Regions from separate parts of the Sus scrofa genome. Here region 1 is linked to region 2. The links are chromatin contacts, called in public promoter capture Hi-C maps. All regions are on one chromosome and are shown on one strand. The core of a region is the stretch at or near the end of the contact, and the rest is flanking DNA. Distances in the headings are between cores, read along the strand shown. Region 1 holds the start of RRP8 (ribosomal RNA-processing protein 8). Region 2 holds the start of RPL27A (60S ribosomal protein L27a).

Region 1 (5,572 bases), core at 1,110-3,609, 2.4 Mb before region 2:
GGGGCCCGTTTCTGGTGTTTCCTCTTTCCTGTCTCTTTGTTAGCAGAGTCTCTGCCACGAAGAGCCCCTTCGTGGCACCTGTTCCTTGCCGCTTCCTCTACCTCAGAGTCACTGCCAGGCGGGCCCCGATTTTGACATTTCTTCTTTCTTTTCTTCTCTCCTTCGGGAGAAGCACTGGCACATAAGGCCTTTTTCGGGTGTTTCCTCTTCCTCTCCACCACTTCCTCCTCCTCAGAGTCACTACCGGGCAGGCTGGGGGGCTGCCGGGGCAGAGCTGCTGCCTCCAGGACCCTTAATGTCGCCAAGAGCCGGCGGCGCTTGGATCCCTGGGGGAGACAAGAGTGAGAGTGGGACAGGAGAACGGCTGGGGCCTGCGGGTCAGAGAGGGACCCGACTCAGACGCCGGGTGGAGGCATCTGGATTATTCCCAGGCAACCTAACTAGCCTGTCACCATCCCCACCTTTGGGAGGCTGGAGGTCAGAGAAATCACCCACCCCACGAGCTTCACTGTGATGAGGCACTAGAGTTCTCCAGAGACGTGTGATGAGGCCACGAGCAACAGGACCAAGGCCAGCGACCAGGAGTTCCAACTCTTCAGCTCAGGCTTTTCCCTCTAGCTGGTACCTTTATTTTACTTTTGGCTGTGCCTGCAGAATGTGGAAGTTCCTGGACCAGGGATCAAACCCGTGCCACAGCAGCAACCCAGGCCACTTCAGTGACACCACCATATCCTTCATTCGCTGTGCCATAAGGGAACTCCTAGCTGGTACCTTTCGAGAGGTAAGGAAGCTTCTGAACACAGGAGTGACAGGATCACACTCATGTGTATTAAAGAAGTGTAGAGAACAGGAGTTCCCGTCGTGGGGCAGTGGAAACGAATCTGACTAGGAACCATGAGGTTGCAGGTTCGATCCCTGGCCTTGCCCTGTGGGTTAAGGATCCGGCGTTGCCACGAGCTGCAGTGTAGGTCAGACGTGGCTCAGATCTGGCATTGCTGTGGTTGTGGTGTAGGCCAGCAGAGTGTAGCTCTGATTGGACCCCTAGCCTGGGAACCTCCATATGCTACAGGTGCGGCCCTACAAAGCAAAAAAAAAAAAAAAAAAAAGAAGAAGAAGAAGAAGAAATATAGAGATCAACCTGAAAGGGGAAGGAGTTCCCGATGCTCAGGGAGTTAAGAATCTGACAGAATGTCGATGAGATTGTGGGCTCGATCCCTGGCCTCACTCAGTGGGATCCAGTGCTGCTGCAAGCGAAGGCATAGGTGGAAGATGTGGCTCAGATCTGGTGTTGCCTTAATTGTGGCTGTGGCGTAGACCAGCAGCTGCAGCTCCTATTGGACCCCTAGCCTGGGAACTTCCATATGTCGGGGGTGTGGCCCTAAAAAGAAAAGAAAAGGGGGGGAGGAGAGAAGCTGTAGCAGAGCCCAGGGGTTGGGTTACAGCGCTGGGCTGAGAGGGTGCAGAGAAGGGAGTAAAGCAGGTAGAGGCCGTGCCGAGGCGGACTGGAGGGTAGGAAGAGCCTGAGAGTGGGGCAGAGGCTTGAAGAAGAAGGGCTACTGCCTGGGGCCGTTCCGGGCTCAAGTCCTGCGGGGCCCTCCTAGGCCGGCACTTGCCTTGGAGGCCCTAGGGACCCTGGGCACCACCTCCCTTTGAAAGGAGGGACTGACAACCCCCAGGGCTCAATGACAGCCCCTCACTCGCTCCTCCTCTTTCCAATCACAGCAAGAACCAACGACCTCAACACGGAAGTCCGAAGAAATCATCCCCCAGCTAAAATCCTCCCTCGGCTTCTTTCTACCCTTCCTTATACGCGGAATTTCTAATCCAGCTCTCCAACTTCTGGGGCATCGCCTCTCACTCTCGGTGTTCCCACCGCCCGGATTATTTCCTGGGCGCGATCCTAGCAGGACAGGCTCTCCTGCGCCAGGGTGCTCCGCACGTGCTTCTCGCGTCCAAGAAACCCTCTCGGCTTCACCTCCCGCCCGCCAGCCCCCTCAGTTCCCACGGCATTTTCCTTCGGAAGCCCGGGCCCTTCGACCTGCCGCGGGGCTGCCGCCGCCCTCCCCCAGCCCGCCCGCCGCGCCCCTCCGCTCCGGGGTCCGCCCGCCCTGCGCGAGGGGCCGCTCACCTTGGTGTGCGAGGCTGCCGGGGGCCGCGGCCGTAAGGGCACCGGCCGGGGGTCCGGGACGGCCGGGGCCTCCTCGGCCCACGCGGGCTCCTCAAACATGCGGCCGGGAGGCGAGCTCGGGGGCCCGCGCGCCTCTCCACGTGCGCAGCGCGTCCCGGGGCTCCCGGCGCGCAAGCCGCCCGAGCGCCGCCGGGAACCACCGAGTGCCGGCGGCGGCTAGACAAGCCGGCGCGGCGCCGGGGACCATCGAGTTCACACACCGGCGGCTAGAAGGGCCAGGAAGGCGGGCGGGGGCGGGGGCAAGGCGGCCGCGCGGGCCCGAGCGGGCCGGGCCCGGCCGGGGCGGGGCCGGGCGGCGGGCGCGGCCGGACGGGAGTTCCCCGGAGCAGGCTCCTCCAGCCCGAGGCCCGGTGAGTGTGCGAGCAGCCGGGCCCCCTCCCCACGGCTCGATCCCCGCCGGGCCGTCACCCCTCCCCACGCCCGCTCCGTTTCGAGCGGGGAACGGGGGCCGCCGCCGGGAAGGACCTAGGGTCGCCTCCCGCAGCGTCTAGGGCGCCCGAACTCCCCCTCCCCCCAGCCGGGTTCGCAGGTGGGGACGCGGGGCTGGCTCTCGACATCCCTGTGGGAGGTGCTGCCTCCCAGGCACCTCCTGCCTCTCCCGACCCGCCCTGCCCTCGCGCCCGGGGGCACAGACACAGTCTGGGATCACCTTGCTGCCCCCCTAATTCCGTCCACACTTCCAGCAGCCCAGGACGCAGCGCCTAGACCGCCACCCCGACAAAAAGACTTCTCTCCAGTAGGGGACAGAGCTTGGGGTCCACCCCCCTTGCCTGGATCCTTCTGCAGTCCCCACGCTTCCCCAATCTAGGGGACGCAGCTATGGACGACATCTTCGCTCAGTGCCGGGAGGGCAACGCGGTGGCCGTCCGCCTGTGGCTGGACAACACGGAGAACGACCTCAACCAGGGGTGAGCTGAGGTGGCTGGTGGGGGAGAGGAAGGGCAAAGACCTGGTCCTCGCCGGATGTGCGGTGCTCCGGTCCGGGGCTGGCGGTGGACTTTCCTCTCGGTCGGATGAGTGCTAAGCACAGCCTGTCGGGGCAGGGGGGGTCTCCACTCAGGAAGCTGTTGTTTGAGCTGAAACTTGAGTGCTCCGTAAGAATTTCTCAGGCAGAGGCTGCAGAGAACCTTTCCAGCTTGGCCGAACTGCTTGGGCAAAAGCTAGGGGGCATGACACAGAAGAGGGTGTCCGGGAAATTGTCCAGAGTTCCGTATGACTCTGGCCCCAGAACAGAAGACCCAGGTGGGCTGCTGTGGGCTGCAGTATTGGGTACAAGTGGAGAATGACAGGAGATAGGATTGCAAAGGTCTGCAAGAATATGTAGCCTTTAGTCAAGTATTTATTCTAATAAAGCCATGCGATGATATGAGGACTTGCTGGATCTTGGATGCTTTGTGAAGAGCAGATGGCAGAGAGGCAGCGGCCTGATGCATCCCAGAAGTGGAGATGGCTTGGACTAGAACGGGGTGGGTGAAAGAGAAAGAAGTGATCAGAACCCTGAAAGCTGCAGGAGAAAGAGTTAATGAGACTTGGTGAGGGCAGCGAGAAAGGTCAGAAATGATGGCCAGGCCCTCGGGTACATGGAGGTCCTTTCACTGAGAGGGCCAAGACCGAAGGGGGTGGCGGTCCACCCTGGACACGTTAAAGCGGCGACGTGGTGGAGTGGAGCTGCTGCGTGGGCTGCTGGGTGTGCAGACCTGGATTTCGGGAGAGCCCTCGCCTTGAGGCACAGCTTTGGGAGATAATTAGCACGGAGGTGGCACCTGAAGAGGTGGGTCTGAACCCACAGGGATGAGAAACCTGTCAGACCCCAAAGGAGTACCTGGAGGTTGGAGAAACAGGAGGCTATGGTCATAGGGCTTAGAGCAGCGAAGGCCTCAAGGAAGGGGAGTGGTCAGCAGTGGTACAGGCTGCCAAAAGGGCAAAGACCGTAGGCCCTTGGAAGGAACTACTGAATTCACACAATTAATGACATATTCGATCACCTCTCTGAGGGCTGTTTCCGAGGAAAACGGGAAGAAACCAGACAACACATGGCTCCTTCATTTAAGGATCTACACTGACCACGTCCTGTGCTGGTGCTAGGGGTCCAGGCTCAGCTGTCATGCTCGCCCTCAAGGCCGCGGCCTTGCAGCGGGTTGAACAGGCGGTGAGGACGTAGAGAAAGCAAAGGCAGACAGGTTCTGTAGGCTGGCTGAGACAGGAAGGCAAGAAAAGCAGTAGTGAAGGTTGATTGAGGATGGCCGCTTTTCTTTAAAATGTTTCTTCTTAAGGTTGGGAGAATGGAGGTCTTGGGTGTGAGCGGCGAGGACCCTGTCATCTTCATCCGGGCGTCTGGGTCCTGGTCAGCTCTACTCTGTTTCTCCAGGGCTTGCAGCCACTTGTGCCATTTTCCATGTCGTTCTTCAAAGGGTGCTTTGACAAAGACAGCAAGCAGTTCCCATTTTGTTGCTAGGGTTATAAAGACTTGGGTGACAAGGTCCAGCGAACCTGAACCTGGCATCTAGGAAAACTGCCGCCAGAAGGTGAAGTGGAGCTGTGTTACTGGAACTGGCGCTGGTTTGCGGGCCCAGCTGGCTACATGCCGGATGTGAAGTGGGGGTGAATTTCCCACAGGCCTCTTGGGAGTTCAAGTGCAGGCTCTGAGGTGACCTGCAGCCTGGCAGTGGGCAGAGCCCTGTGCCCATGCTTTTGCCCACAGCCTCCTGCCTGCTCTGGAGCTAGACTGCCAAAGGCTGATAAGCTGGGGCACAAATTTAAGAGCTGGGATGCACAACTGACTGATAAGCAGGGGGTGGTGACTGCTGAGTGAGAGGGCGGGAACACCGGCCTCCCAGGAAAGCTTCGGGCCGACTTTGTGAGCAGAGGGGCAGCTGTGGAGGGAAATCGAGCTTAAGGCCACGCCCACCACCCACACTGGCTGTGGGGGCATCCGGACCCCAGATCGGCTCCCGGCCGGCCTGGAGCCCCCCCACGGGAAGTGACTGCAGCACTAAGGCATCCGGAGGCTGCTGGCCCGGGCCGGGGACCGCCCCTGGCCCCGCCCCCGGGATCCGCTGCGGGACTGGAGGGAGTTGCCTTTTATGGCCCCGGGCTGTCAGGCAAGCCCGACACCCACCCTGTGGTGTTTCCTTGTTGTTTGTACCCTTTTTTACTTTATAAGACACAAGTGTGAGGAAAAGGGAAAGTCAGGTACAACTTTCTCCAAGAAGCCATTCTCATCCTCTGTTTTCTGTGCCCAGGACTGTTTGAGTAGAGGCTCCTGTCTTACGCGGTGGTGTTCGGCTCATCGCTAAGGACTCATCAGAAGCATTTCTCCTTTTCATCTTAAACCTTTCCAAAACAGGATCTTAATTCCATTCCCTCTTTAGATCTTCATTTCAG
Region 2 (5,062 bases), core at 1,360-3,859:
GAAAAGAAATGAGAAAAGAGCAGAGGAAATTATAGTACACACTTAAGATAAAGGATTCTTGGGCTGGCGGTTAAGAAGAATCATCACGAACACTGGGTAGTGACACAGAAAAATACAACGACCCTAAATGAAAAGCAGAATACAAAGGGGTTTGCATGCCCGGCCGCCGGCTCTGCAGACAGCTGTGTCTCCACGTGCAGGGACACCGGAAGGTCCCACCTAGACACGAAAGCAGCACAGTGGGCACGACGACCTGAGACGTCTCGATTTTTTTTTTCAAAATTTTTTTTAATACTTTACTGTCTTTTCTATTACGCATGACTCCTAAAATTCTTTCTGAAATAAATCTGGCTTTCTGAGTTTTTCTCAAATTCCCACTTAGAAAAGACATCCTGACTCTTCTTATCTTAAACTAACCATCCTCTACTTGAAAAGGAAAGCACCGTGGTATTTCCAAGTGCCCACATCTGAGGACGGACGGCAAGAAAACAAGCCCGGGGACACCGTGGTGCTGCTGCTGCAGGACAGCTGGTGACTCAGGGACCCGGAGAGGAGAGCAAGGGAGTGTGAGCACAAGGCCACCTGGAGAGGGCCCCGGGGGAGCAGAAAGCTCAGTGCGCACACACCCGCCCGCGTCCGCTGGTGGCACGGGTGTCCGCTGAGGCCCTGACTCCCTGGGGGCGCCCAGAGGGCTGAGATGCCACAGGCACACCCTCTACTTCAGAAGAGGTGTCACTGAGAGCGCGGCCCTCGGAGGTGCCGTCCAGGACCACAGCAGGCAGGACGGGTCACCCGGAGCCTCACGGCGGCCCCTGCTCGCCTCTGCAGAGGGAGGACCCGCTTCGCTTGCTCGCCCGCCCGCTCAGAGCCGCTGACGGCGGGAAGCCGACCGCCCCGACCAGGCCCACGGAGCCTCGCTCCCAGCCACGTGGCTGCCCAGTGAAGCAGAGGGGCTGCGCGGAAAGCCGGGGCAGAGAGCCGTCCAGGGCGCTTCCCTGGCCCGAGGTCAAGCCGCCGAGGAGACGAAGGTCAAGCGAGCCCAGAACCCGACGCGGGGCGCTGGTCGGCAGAGGACGGGCCCGCGCGCCGAGAAGCCAGCCGGCCGACGCCCCTGCGGCAGAGCCCCGGCCCCCGGCCCCTGCAGCCCTGGTCCTGGCTGCAGCCCCTCCGTGCTGGACACCGGGGGTGACCTTTCCTTGCCCACGCTCTGCCCGGCTCACCTCCTCGGGGCCGTGTCCAGGGAGCTCCGCTCACCGCTCGCGCACGCACGGGCCGCTCCTGATGCCGGATGGAGGGTGACCTCTTCTCAGGCCTTGCCCCCGACGCCCCAGGCCCCTCTTTCTGCTGGCGACAGGCAGCATGGGACGAAGGGCTCCAGGCCCGATGAAGGCCCCAGCACTGTGAGGTCAGAGGGCGTGTGGTCACTGAGGAAAGGGCAGGAGACCTGGAGGGACAGAGACCAGGCCCGGCTCTGTCTCAGCAGCCCTGGCGCCTGGCAGCCAGGCAACCTGCTGGGCCTCGGTGCCCTGCACCCGGGGCTGGGGGTGCGGACCCCTGAGGCACATGCACTCTGGAAACTGCAGCCTGTGTTCGGCTATTATAGCTGGGCACTGGGAGGGGATAAGGTGGGTCTCTGAAGAAGGAGAGGAAGCTTCAGGACCTCCGGTCAGGAGGGGGAGTATAGCTGGCATGAGAAACAGGACCTCACAGGAGGAAGGGCAGCAGGGATGGCTCAAGTTTGGCTGCAGTAGAAAACCTGTGTCGGAAAGTGGAGGGGAGTCTGCGCTGTTCTCTGGGGCCAGCTGGGGCTCCTGAACTTGTTGATGAAGTAAGTGAAAGCATGAGAGTCGTGGCTGGGGAAGATGAACCTGGCAGAGGCGTGAAGGACGGAGGGGCTGGAGGGGGGAGTGCAGGCAGGGTGATCACAGGAGGGCGCTGAACCCCAGAGAAGCGATGTGAGAAGGGCCTTCACGAAGGAGTGCCAGGAGGGCTAAAAAAGGACTTGGTGACAGCGTGTCAGAGAAAAGGATGCTCAGGATAATTTTTTCCGTCTCCCTGACATCCCTCGGAATGTCGGAGGGAAACTAGCCCGTAATTAAGTGAATACGACTGTGGAGTCAGCAACACAGATGAAGACGGAAGCCACCCAAGATGAGCTCGCCGGAGAGACGGCATCCTACGAAACCTTAACAGGGGCAAGCACAGACGGCTGAAGAATACCAACAGTTAAACGGTGGACAAAGGCAGAAGAACCTGAAAGGAAGACTGGTAGGAAGAATGCAAGAGGTGCTCTAGAAAAAGAAGTCAAATGGGTTAAGACAGAGTACAAGTGCTATGGAGAAGAGTCCATGCAGTTTGGAGTTTGGTTAATTGATGACTTTGGTAGGAGCACTTTAATTACAATAATGGGACTGAGGGCTAGACTGTGATGGATTAAAGGATGAACAGGAAACTAGCAAATGCACAGGATTTGTTGACTGCTCTTTGGGTGAACTTGGCTGAAAAGGAAGGAGCAAGGGTAGGAAAGAGAGACAGGGAGAATTTAGGATATTTTAGCTAAGCAGTATTTTAGCTTTACAGAACATGGCACAGAAACCACACACACACACACAGACTAACTGATGGACTGTGATCCTGAACACTGGTTGAGACTTAACACGGGAAGGGTGCCCCCTCCACTTTAGTTAACGATCATTTGTTGAACATGTACTACATGCCGGGAGCTGGGAGTACATGGATAAAAAGAAAATAATCCTCCAGTCTTTGAGGAGTTTGGTCCAGCAGGAAAGACAAACGCAGATCAAGATTCTCTAAGAGCCACGCCCTAGATTTTTGAGGAGGCCCAGTGGGGGCATGTGAGCAACCGTGACCGGATGGGTCAGTTTTCCAAGAGGGGACGCTCACTTTGGGTCCAGACTGAGCGGGGGTTCTCTGTCCAGAAGAGGAGGGGCTCACAGGCGCGCCCAGTAGGTGCCAGTGAAAATTACAAGAGAGCGGCGGAAAATCTACAGGGTCTGGAGAGTACAGGACCTTAACGCGAGCAAGCGCAGAGGTCCCTGAACTGAGGCTGTTCAAAGCGAGGACAAGGCCAGGACCAGGCACAAGGGCGAAGGAGCGAGGAAGACCGAGAGCGTGGGCGCGCAGGCCCGGGAAGGTGGGCGAGACATCAAAAACGGAGCCTAAAAGGACCAGAGCGAGGCTAACGAACCCGACTGGCGTCCGTGAGGACGCGGGTTCGGCCCTGGGCCCGCTCAGCGGGTTAAAGGCCGGCCTTGCTGCGGCCGTGGTGCAGGCTGGCGGCCACAGCTCCGACTACCCCTGACCTGGGACGCTCCATACGCCGCGGGGTGAGGACCCGGTGGGCACCGAAGGCCAAAAGTGGCTCCTCACGCGGCCAGGGGACAAGCCAAGCGGCCGCTACGCCCGGCCCGAGCCAGCCACCAAAACCAGAGCGAGACCCGCGGGACTGCTCAGGGCTGCGGCGGTCGGCGGGGAGCTGAGACCGGCGGCCCCGGCGGCTTTCCCGCCCGCGGCGCGCACCGCAGCCCTCAAGCCCCGCCCCCGGCGGCAGAGCTCAGCCTGCGAGCGCCAGCGCACTCACTGCACCGCGCAGGGCTCCCGGCCCCGCCGCCGCCCCCGGAACAGCTCTGCGATGGCGAGCTCAACCCCCGGATGCGAAAACGGCAAGACCTGTAATCGCGCGAGATCCGCGCCCTCGCAGGCCCCGCCCCCCGAGCCGGAAGTGAGGCGTGGGCTCCGCCCCTGGGCCCGATAGCTCGCGAGACTTTGCCGAGGCCTTCCTCTTGCGTCGCGGCCGCCGACATGGTAGGTGATTGTCCTGGTCCGCCCGTGTGGTTGCTACCCTAGGCCGCGAGCTTTGCTCACCTGCTCCCCCAGCCACCTGCTCCCGCCTTTGGCCTCATCCTCCAGGCCGCTCACGTCCGGCCGCCGGCCGGGGCGGCCGGGACGGGGCGGGGAGCCTGGGGCCGCGTGTTCTTCCCGGAGTCCGGATTCCTGAGACACGCGGACCCGGGCGCCTCCCTGATGAGAACCAGGCGGTGATCAGCCTGGTTCAGCTTCGCTGAAGGCGCCGCAGAGCAGACCCCCGCCCCAGCCCCTTCCCAGGCTGGCAAGCGTGGCCCCCGCCCCACCTCCCAGGGCCTCACCCCGGGCACCTTTTCCCACACAGCCGTCCAGACTAAGGAAGACCCGGAAACTCCGCGGCCACGTGAGCCACGGCCACGGCCGCATCGGTAAGTGCCGGTTTCCCGTCCTGGCCGGCCTCGGGCTGTCCCCGGCAGATGAGCTTAGAGAGGTGGGTGAAGCTTTGTGCGGTGGAGCCCGTCGAACTTGATCGTTAGCCGTTGGCCTTTTCTCTGAAAACCCTCCGCTTTGAGAGGATTTGATATCATTTGGGGGCCTGCAGATTGAGCGGGGCTCAGTCTTGAATTGGTTGAAGGCCAGTTATTACCGCGTTAGTGTTGCGACGGGAAGCCTTGCTTCGCAGTGTTTAGCCTGGAGCCTAGAGGGATAGTGTTGCCGGTTGCTAACAGCCTAAGCAAAGGCACAGAAGCACGGGCGCGCTTTTGCAAGCGCTCGGAGGAGACCGTTGGCCATGTAGCTGTGTGCTCCTGCAGGCAAACACCGGAAGCACCCAGGAGGCCGGGGCAATGCGGGTGGCATGCATCACCACAGGATCAACTTCGACAAATAGTGAGTGTTGTCAGCGTGTGCTTTCACGGTACTGAAAACCGCGGGTGTCGGGGCAGAGGGTGGCTGGGAACGTCTCTGATGGGAAGCAAGCTTTTGACTACTTGCAAAACTTGCTTGTTGTTGGCTTTTTGTCCTGTGGACATTTCATGGGAACTGAGAGCTCGAGGCTAGAGTCACGCTTGGGTATCCGCTGTTGCCTCAGTGTGCTAGAGTCCTCGAAGAGTAACCGCTGAGCTTATTCACTGGCTGCGCCCCCTGTGGCATAGCCAGTCACCAGGTTAGTGACATGCATTGAATTGACTTACACAACTGTTAGATCCACGTAGGCCTGCAAGTTAATGGGATAGTG

The links. Promoter capture Hi-C pulls out the DNA fragments that hold promoters and counts their contacts.
Region 1: a promoter capture Hi-C map of fetal liver shows a contact between it and region 2, with 8 times the contacts expected there. The contact joins the promoter of RRP8 here to the promoter of RPL27A in region 2. A contact is called at or near these places in 1 of 5 promoter capture datasets (fetal liver) and 1 of 47 Hi-C or Micro-C datasets (liver).

What each region holds. Positions count from the first base shown.
Region 1 is chr9:3,148,949-3,154,520 of Sscrofa11.1, reverse strand. RRP8 (ribosomal RNA-processing protein 8) reads right to left here and starts at 2,359. Exons shown (of 7, transcript XM_003357134.4): 1 at 2,129-2,359; 2 at 1-326. The coding sequence starts at 2,227. ILK (integrin-linked protein kinase) reads left to right here and starts at 2,424. Exons shown (of 13, transcript XM_005656596.3): 1 at 2,424-2,538; 2 at 2,875-3,096. The coding sequence starts at 3,008.
Region 2 is chr9:709,957-715,018 of Sscrofa11.1, reverse strand. It overlaps RPL27A (60S ribosomal protein L27a), which reads left to right and starts at 2,609. Exons shown (of 5, transcript XM_003482496.4): 1 at 2,609-3,825; 2 at 4,190-4,253; 3 at 4,638-4,713. The coding sequence starts at 3,823. It overlaps TRIM66 (tripartite motif-containing protein 66), which reads right to left and starts at 3,448. Exons shown (of 23, transcript XM_021062260.1): 1 at 3,324-3,448; 2 at 1,221-1,444. The coding sequence starts at 3,337.